Linked DNA regions of Sus scrofa: all the other regions are linked to region 1. Evidence: chromatin contacts called from public Hi-C data. All regions are on one chromosome and are shown on one strand. Each heading gives the region's core, a stretch centred on a gene start, on an enhancer-like site or on the middle of the called end of the contact. The rest is flanking DNA. Distances are from core to core; before and after follow the strand shown. Region 1 holds the start of HOXC5 (homeobox protein Hox-C5). Region 2 overlaps LOC102159203 (a long non-coding RNA gene). Region 3 holds the start of HOXC9 (homeobox protein Hox-C9).

The links. Hi-C and Micro-C count contacts between places; a contact is called where the count stands out from the background.
Region 2: a contact with region 1 is called in a Hi-C map of retroperitoneal adipose tissue, with 1.7 times the contacts expected there. The contact joins the enhancer-like site here to the promoter of HOXC5 in region 1. A contact is called at or near these places in 8 of 47 Hi-C or Micro-C datasets (adipose tissue, embryonic fibroblasts, epiblast stem cells and 4 more) and 1 of 2 datasets of contacts at active chromatin or transcription factors (skeletal muscle).
Region 3: a contact with region 1 is called in a Hi-C map of skeletal muscle, with 4 times the contacts expected there. The contact joins the promoter of HOXC9 here to the promoter of HOXC5 in region 1. A contact is called at or near these places in 10 of 47 Hi-C or Micro-C datasets (embryonic fibroblasts, fetal skeletal muscle, liver and 3 more) and 1 of 2 datasets of contacts at active chromatin or transcription factors (skeletal muscle).

Annotation. Positions count from the first base shown.
Region 1 is chr5:19,244,575-19,247,138 of Sscrofa11.1, forward strand. It overlaps HOXC5 (homeobox protein Hox-C5), which reads left to right and starts at 1,283. Exons shown (of 2, transcript XM_003126202.3): 1 at 1,283-1,814; 2 at 2,514-2,564. The coding sequence starts at 1,361. MIR615 (microRNA 615) reads left to right here and starts at 2,189; the gene lies at 2,189-2,276.
Region 2 is chr5:19,289,729-19,292,292 of Sscrofa11.1, forward strand. It overlaps LOC102159203 (a long non-coding RNA gene), which reads right to left. Exons shown (of 2, transcript XR_303394.3): 2 at 1,825-2,332. Among named protein-coding and RNA genes, the nearest start is that of HOXC4, 41 kb to the left of the region's middle. Within about 2 kb of position 1,268, at least 6 of the 83 cell types and tissues checked have an H3K27ac peak or open chromatin away from gene starts, as enhancers often do. A contact at or near this core is called in retroperitoneal adipose tissue and subcutaneous adipose tissue, where this site is marked.
Region 3 is chr5:19,211,204-19,213,767 of Sscrofa11.1, forward strand. It overlaps HOXC9 (homeobox protein Hox-C9), which reads left to right and starts at 1,287. Exons shown (of 2, transcript XM_021091731.1): 1 at 1,287-2,316. The coding sequence starts at 1,779.

The sequences.
Region 1 (2,564 bases), core at 33-2,532:
AGCCTGTAAAGGTGGCCCAGGCACCTGCCCTGCCCACCCCCAGCCCTGTCGGCCCTAGCCAGGTCCTTTCTGCACCTCCAAAGAGCTCAGAAATTGCTCTCCTGTGACACCCTTCTGGGTCCAGGTCCCTAGAAAGCCTGGTTCAGAGGCCTTTTCCCCCAAAGGCACAAAACAGGCCTCTTCCTCTGTCCTGTTCTTGTCACATTTGTGGAGGCCTGGATTTTGCTTCTCCAGGCTGTCAGTTAACATCTATTTTCCATGCAAAATACCTGGCATAGGTACCACATGAGGGTCATACACAGGGATGCAGAGCAGTTCCCCAGCCCATGGTGTCTCTGTTTCTTTAGCCACCCAGCTACCTCTGCCACCCACCCCTGCCACCCACCCAAATTGAAAATTGCCTTGTTGCCACTCTGGACTCCCTGGCTTGATGAGGAGGCCTAGTCATCTTCCCCTGGCTCCTCACCTCCAGGCTCATCCCAGAGGCCCCAGCACTCTTGTCCTCTCTAGTTCTGCCTACCCAGGACCCCTCCTCCTGGGGATCCTGTCTACCACTCCAGAGGCTGGGTTCACTTTCCCAAGCTGACAGGCAACCCCTTCAGCAGTAACAGGGCCCTGGGGCCTCCAAGGGAAGGGATCCCCACCCTTGGTTTAGCAAACCTGAGATAAACCCCCTCCAGCCAGGGCAGGGGGGCCTCCCTACCCCAAACCCCTTCCTTCAGCCATTTTGAACACTGAAAGACCTTGAGGTTCTGGAGGACAGGGCTATCTGTTACCAAAAAAACCTCTCTGTACATCCTAGTGAAGCTTCATCTCCCCTTAAAATTAAATATAATTTAAAAGGCCATTTCAGGGGTTTGTTGCATCAACACCCAGCCTCTTCACAGGAGAAAAAGCCAAGGCCTGAAGGCCAGCCAGAGAGCCAGGCTGCAATTCCTCGAAGTAGGCACCAGGTGTCGCTGTGGGCTCGTTGTCCCGGCTACCCCCCAATTCCAAGAACCATTTTTTTTTTCCTCCCCCTTCTCTCCCTTTCTCTCTCTCTCTCTCTCTCTCTCTCTCTCTCTCTCACTCTCACTCCCTCACCCCCTTGGTTGGGCTTTGCCAACATATCAAGATGCGTTTCGCCGGCTTCCATCACTAACCTCCCGGAGGTCATCAAGCCAAATTTATGAGTGGCCGCTCGAGTCACGTGACTCTATTTAAGGCTCCCTTATTTGGGAAGAGCGCATAGGATAAAGAAAGAGATATCTCCACCTATAAATTGTGCACTTTGGAGAACAAAAAACCCCTCAACTTCAAAGAGTCACAAATCACCCTTAATCAAAAAGGGTGCAGAAATTTTTTTTGGGCCCTCCCCGCCATGAGCTCCTACGTAGCCAATTCATTCTATAAGCAGAGCCCCAATATCCCTGCCTATAACATGCAAACTTGTGGGAACTATGGATCGGCCTCAGAGGTGCAGGCATCCAGGTACTGCTACGGCGGATTGGACTTAAGCATCACTTTCCCACCGCCTGCGCCTTCCAACTCTCTCCACGGGGTAGACATGGCTGCCAACCCCCGGGCTCACCCCGACCGCCCCGCCTGCAGCGCCGCGGCCGCTCCGGGACACGCTCTGGGCAGAGATGAAGCGGCTCCTCTGAACCCCGGGATGTACAGTCAGAAGGCGGCTCGCCCAGCGCTGGAGGAGCGAGCTAAGAGCAGTGGGGAGATCAAAGAGGAGCAGGCGCAGACAGGGCAGCCCGCCGGACTGAGCCAGCCACCGGCCCCGCCACAGATTTACCCGTGGATGACCAAACTGCACATGAGCCACGGTAAACTTTAGGACTTCATTTTGCGCGCTCGGGTCCGCCTGGGTTTTATAGGCCATGCGGGGCAAATAAAGAAAAAAAACCTGCGGCCATAAATTTTACGATCCAGGCATCAATGGCTCGTAAAACTGTCCACTAAAAGGCTTAGAGGCTGTGTGCGCCCAAATTTACGACGACATAATTGGATCATAGGAACAAAACGTGTATAAAAGGCAATATTCAATTTTTGGGGGAGAGGGAGGGAGTTAAAAAAATAGAGGGATCTGAAGGGTGAGGAGCGCGGGGCTCCAGAGCGGGGATCCCCCCGCGGTCCCTCCTCCCTCCCCTGCGGAGCCGGCTCGGCCGCCGCTTGCCGCTCCGGAGGATTCCAGCGACTCGGGAGGGGCGGGAGGGGGCTCCCCGGTGCTCGGATCTCGAGGGTGCTTATTGTTCGGTCCGAGCCTGGGTCTCCCTCTCCCCCCCACCCCCTCAGCCCCTCCGGCTGCTGAGTGAAGGCTGCGGCGGAAAGTTTCCTGCCTGGGCGGAGGCGCCTCTCCCCGGGCCAGGCTGGGCTGGGCCGGGCCCGCCTGCGGCCCGCCGGGCCTGTCCTGCCCTGCTCGCCTCGTCTCCCTCTGGCCGCGGGTGGGGGCCTGGGCTGGGACCGGGACGCTGGGGCGCTGCACGCTATTCACCCCTTCCTGGCTTGGGGGGTTTATGTTCCAGAGACGGACGGCAAGCGGTCCCGAACCAGTTACACGCGCTACCAGACTCTGG
Region 2 (2,564 bases), core at 18-2,517, 45 kb after region 1:
ACCTCTGGGCTCAGGCTACTCTCCTACCAGAGCTGTCTGCAGCCACCAGCCACGCGATCCCCCTGCCCAGCTCCAGCCTGGGTACTCAGATGCCTGCTAGCCTGGGCAGGCCATGAAGGGTGAGGCTCCCTCTGCCAAAAGCTTTTGCATTGATTGCCACTCAGTTTCCTGCAACAAGTATGTATTGGGCAACTCCTCTGTGCCAGGCAGCAGATAGAGTCCCTGCCCTGGCACTCCAATCCAGAGAGCAGAGTTGTATGGGGGCTGGCGTTTGGCTTTTAACCCCAGCCGAGGGGTCTCTACTCCCTTTCCTGCATCCCAGAGATCCTGGAAGCCCAGCTGGCCTCTGAAACTAAGAGCAGAGAAACTCTTGGCAAAATGTTCAGCAAAGATGCCTGTGGCTCCCTGGTTAAAAAAAAAAAAGAAAAAGAAAAAAACAAATGGGGTTGAGGGTGTCTCTCTCTCCCCCTGCAATGTCCGCCCCCCCGGGGGGGGGGGTAGCTGATGGCTGGAGACAGTTGTGGAGCCTGGACTCAGTGGCGCCTGGAAGGGGGCTAGCAGGACAGCCAGTTGATGGGAGTGGGAGGAGTGCGGGATAGAGGTTCAGGTTCACATTCTTGCTCATTAAGGTCCAATTCTCCCCTAAAAGCCCAAGGCAGGGCATTTAGGGAGCTGGAGGGGGCTTCCAGGAAACCCCAATTTGGGAAACAACAGAGAGGAAGTGGCCCAGTTGCAGAATTAGACCCTCGAAGCCCGGGCCTCCGAGAAGAGAAGGAGGGGTTCTCCCCAAACTCCCATCAGAATAGGCCCCATACTGGAAAATTCACCCCTGAATCCACCAGACTTTCTGGGGGCACAGGAAGCCCAGGCGAAAACAAGCTTTGTAGGGTCATGTTACCCTGATTTCCTGGCCCTGTTACCAGAGAGCAGAGGTGGTGAAAGTGCCCCCCTCTTCCTGCCCTGTCCCTCCTATGTTTCTTCACCCCTAAAGCTCACCCTTTGAGATCCCAAGATTAGGGTTCAAGAGAAATTGCACCAGGCGTAGGATAGGCCAGAGCTGACTTGTGGTGTCCTAAACGCCACACTGAAGGCCCTTTAAGGTCTGCCCTCTCCCTCGGTGGAGGGTGGAGAGTGTATCTGGGTTCTCAGACTTTCACTGCCTCCCCTTCCTTAAGCTGCAGCCTCTCACAAAACCGGTTCTGCCTTCTGCGGTCCCCACGTTTTTCACCTCTTTCCCCCTTAACTATCTGTTCCCGGTCCCCATCTCCTACCTTCTGCCTCCTCTCCCGGGAGGCTTCCTAGGCTCTGTTCACCCCTTGGTAACTCCAGCCCTCCGTGAAGCAAAGAACTCTGGTTTCCTAGATGGCCAGATACAGCCTCTGAGGTGGCCCTCTGAAAACATTTCCGTGAACAAGTCTCTCCCAGCCCCTGCATATAAATATGCCTGAACAGAGACAGACTGGCCTAAGCCCCAGGACACACACATCATGAGATAATTACACCCTTATATACATACAGATATCCCTACAGAGTTATACGCACAAGGGTCTATAACTCTAGCAAGATAGCAGCATGTACATATAGGACTATAATTACTTATGTCTATTTTTATAACTATGTCATTATAAATAGATATGCCTATATATAGTGATAATAATATAGAAACAACTCCATAGCCATATAGGGCGCTAAGTGAATGCTCTAACTACTCTATATCACAATCAATAAGTATATATCTCCTGATACATAATTTCCACGATATGCATTTATCTATATAGCTGCTCAGAGCTATAAATCTGTCAGGATATCAAATGTCCATAAAGCTGGATGGCTATAAGAGAGTCATATATTTTCCCATATATAAATCTGCTCCTATAACTATTGTATATGCACAAATACAATGGAAATAATTATATTTCCCTCGAGCATAAATCTGTACATACAACCGCAGCACATTTAGATATGGTTAGAGATAGAGCAATATTTTCTAGACATCAGTCTGTCAATAGAGCCACCAGTGCCTCCAAACAGAGAGAGTTATAGTGGGAGTTATAAATAAACTCTCCAGATGTGAAGGGATCTGCAGAACTAGATATAAACAGGGCTCTAGCCAACCTTTCTTCCTCTCCTTCTTTGTAAGATATTCCTGATGAGAGCACGGGTCACAAATGACAAGAAGAAGAGGTGCCTGGGCCCTGCTATTTTCCACCCAAAGAGGGCTGGAGGTCGCTGAAGTTTGGGAAACCAGGCAGGAGTTGGTGGGGGGCGGCCCAGAAGCCCCTTCCGTGTCAGTCTCCTGGTGGCGGCTGAGAGCTCGGGCAAGGGGAGAGGCCTAGGGGAGAAAAAATGAAGCAGAAGCTGGCTTGAGTCATTGTCCCTCGTCGTAGGCCCCAAATCCTCGCACCAGGGAAGCCCCCGGCCCGCCGGGCATCGGAGCCGCCGAGAGAGCAGAAAGGGCGCGGCGGCTGCTGGGGAGAAGGGGACCGCAGGCCGGGCCCGGGAGGCTGAAACCGAGCGAGGTCGCCAGCCGATGCCCAGCCCGCCCGGCGCAGAGCCCTATCGCC
Region 3 (2,564 bases), core at 37-2,536, 33 kb before region 1:
AAAAAAAGCAGCCTCCACCCCCACCCCTGGCGTTTGGTCCCCTCCTGGGGACAGGAGTGGGAAAGAAGGGCAGGCAGGCATCTCGGGTCTGGGAAGACTTGCCCTTCCCTGCTGCCTCAGAGCCTGTGTCTAAGCCTCAGCGCCTGCCTCTTTCCCCTAGCGCAAATTAGACTCTTCCCTGCTGACCCTGAAATTGCACCCCTCCTTCAAACTCCCTCCACCATGCCCAGGGCGCATCTGTCTCTGGGGACATCACCTGCCCTTCTCCCCCGCCCCCAGCCAACTTCCCTGACCCCTCTCTTGCACCTACACTGAGAATGTCCTGCTTGCCCAAAGCCCACCTTTGCTAAACCACCACGGGACAGTCTGCTAGAAAGCAGAGGGCTGGGCAGCGAACCCCAAATTCAAGGAGGAGGGTAGCAACCAACTTATTGGGGGGAGGAATCCAAGTTGTGTGATCGTCCCCACAATCACACTGCCCCCTCCAGAATTCCTGCATCTGACTCCAAAGAAATTGCTCTCTCCCATTCCTCTGTAGCTTTTTTCCCGTTCCAAAAACAGCCTACAATTTTATTTAATGAAAGACACATTTATGAACAATCAAATGATCCTCATAAAATTTTTATTGAAGGACGTAAAAACAAGCTACTTGCCCACGACCGAGGTCGCTCTTTCGCCTTGCCCGCTCTCACCCTGGCTCTCTGCAGACAGAGCCCGCGAGCGACTTCTTTTTTCAAGTGGGGGGGCAGGAGGTCTCAGAGATGGAGTTGGGGGCAGAGGAGGGTGAACAGGAAGACAGGATGGGTACGCCCCACTGAAGTTGTGTAGATCTCTCCTCCACTTCTTCAGGCTGGCAAAGAAAGATAAATAGATATAGACAATAAATTTAAAATACAGGCGTTTGCATGTCTGTGCCAAAGCAAAGAGAGGACTTCTGGTGACAAAGGTGGATGAGGTCCCAAGGTCCTACCCCTCCCACCCGTGGACCACCTTCCCCAAGCTTCCCCTGCCCCAGATTTGGGGGGCTGAGTTGGCCAGTGGCAGAAGGACGCTCCCCTTCCCTCCTTCCCTCCCTCCACCCCAGCTTCCCCAGTCCCCTCCCACTCTCCCTCCCTCGCTGCTGCTGCAGCTCCTGAAAGAAATACATACATACACACTATTTAAAAACGCATTTTTAAAAGCCACGTTCCGAACTGACAATCGCTGATCTCGGCTCGCGCAGAGACTGCGGGAGCGTCGGGGCCGACAGAGACGGATTACGTCAAGAAATAGTTCCTCCACCTACCTCGCCGGGTCTCTCCGCCCCTGCGGGGCTCCCGCGCCCAGCTCGGCCCCGGGGGTCCCGGAACCCTGGCTTCGGGGACTGGCATTTTCACCCCATTAAGAAATCCTCCCGGGGGTGGGGGCGGAGGCCATCTGCCTATGGGTGGACCTGGGCCAGGGGCTGCTCTGCTGAGATGCGAGTTGTCCTGAGGGGGTGGCCGGGTCCTTGGGTCCAGAGTTGCGGACCCCCAGGAAAACGCAGGTCGCGGGGATCAGCAGAGAGAAGGGGGTGGGAGAAGGGAGGGAAAAAAAAAAAAAAAAGCCAGGAAAAAAAGCCCCTGCGCATTGATCCGCGCCGTATTTTTGGGTAAATACGATCACGTGGGGGCCGGGGAGCCAATGAGCTGCGGGGAAAAGGCTGGAAAAATAATTACCTGCCTTGATTGTTCTGTGAGCAGATAAAAAGTACATATACAGTTCATACAATAATCTTATGTATGTAAAACCCTGTTACGATGTCGGCGACGGGGCCCATCAGTAACTATTACGTGGACTCGCTCATCTCTCACGACAATGAAGACCTCCTAGCGTCCAGGTTTCCGGCCACGGGGGCTCACCCCGCCGCCGCCAGACCCAGCGGTTTGGTGCCGGACTGTAGCGATTTTCCGTCCTGTAGCTTCGCGCCCAAGCCGGCCGTGTTCAGCACGTCGTGGGCGCCCGTGCCCTCGCAGTCGTCCGTGGTCTACCACCCGTACGGCCCCCAGCCCCACCTCGGCGCCGACACGCGCTACATGCGGACTTGGCTCGAGCCGCTGTCCGGCGCCGTCTCCTTCCCCAGCTTCCCGGCCGGGGGCCGTCACTACGCCCTCAAGCCGGACGCCTACCCCGGGCGCCGCGCCGACTGCGGCCCGGGCGACGGCCGCAGCTACCCGGACTACATGTACGGCTCGCCCGGGGAGCTGCGCGACCGCGCCCCGCAGACCCTGCCCTCGCCCGAGGCGGACGCCCTCGCCGGCAGCAAGCACAAAGAGGAGAAGGCCGACCTGGACCCCAGTAAGTTGGGAGCAATTTTCCTTTACAACCCGCGCGGGAGGGGAGGAGAGGACGGGCGGGAGGGGGGAGCCGGATTACAGCCCCTCGGAGCGGTGCAGGGAGCGCGGGAGAGGGGCGAGGGCGAGGGGGCGAGGACTCAATAAAAGCGAATTACCTTGGGGAGCTTTCAGGGGCAGGAAGGTCTGAGAAGGGGGCCCAGGGAGCCAGGTTGGGAGAGGGCTGAGGGGGCTCCTCTCTTAGGAGCTGGC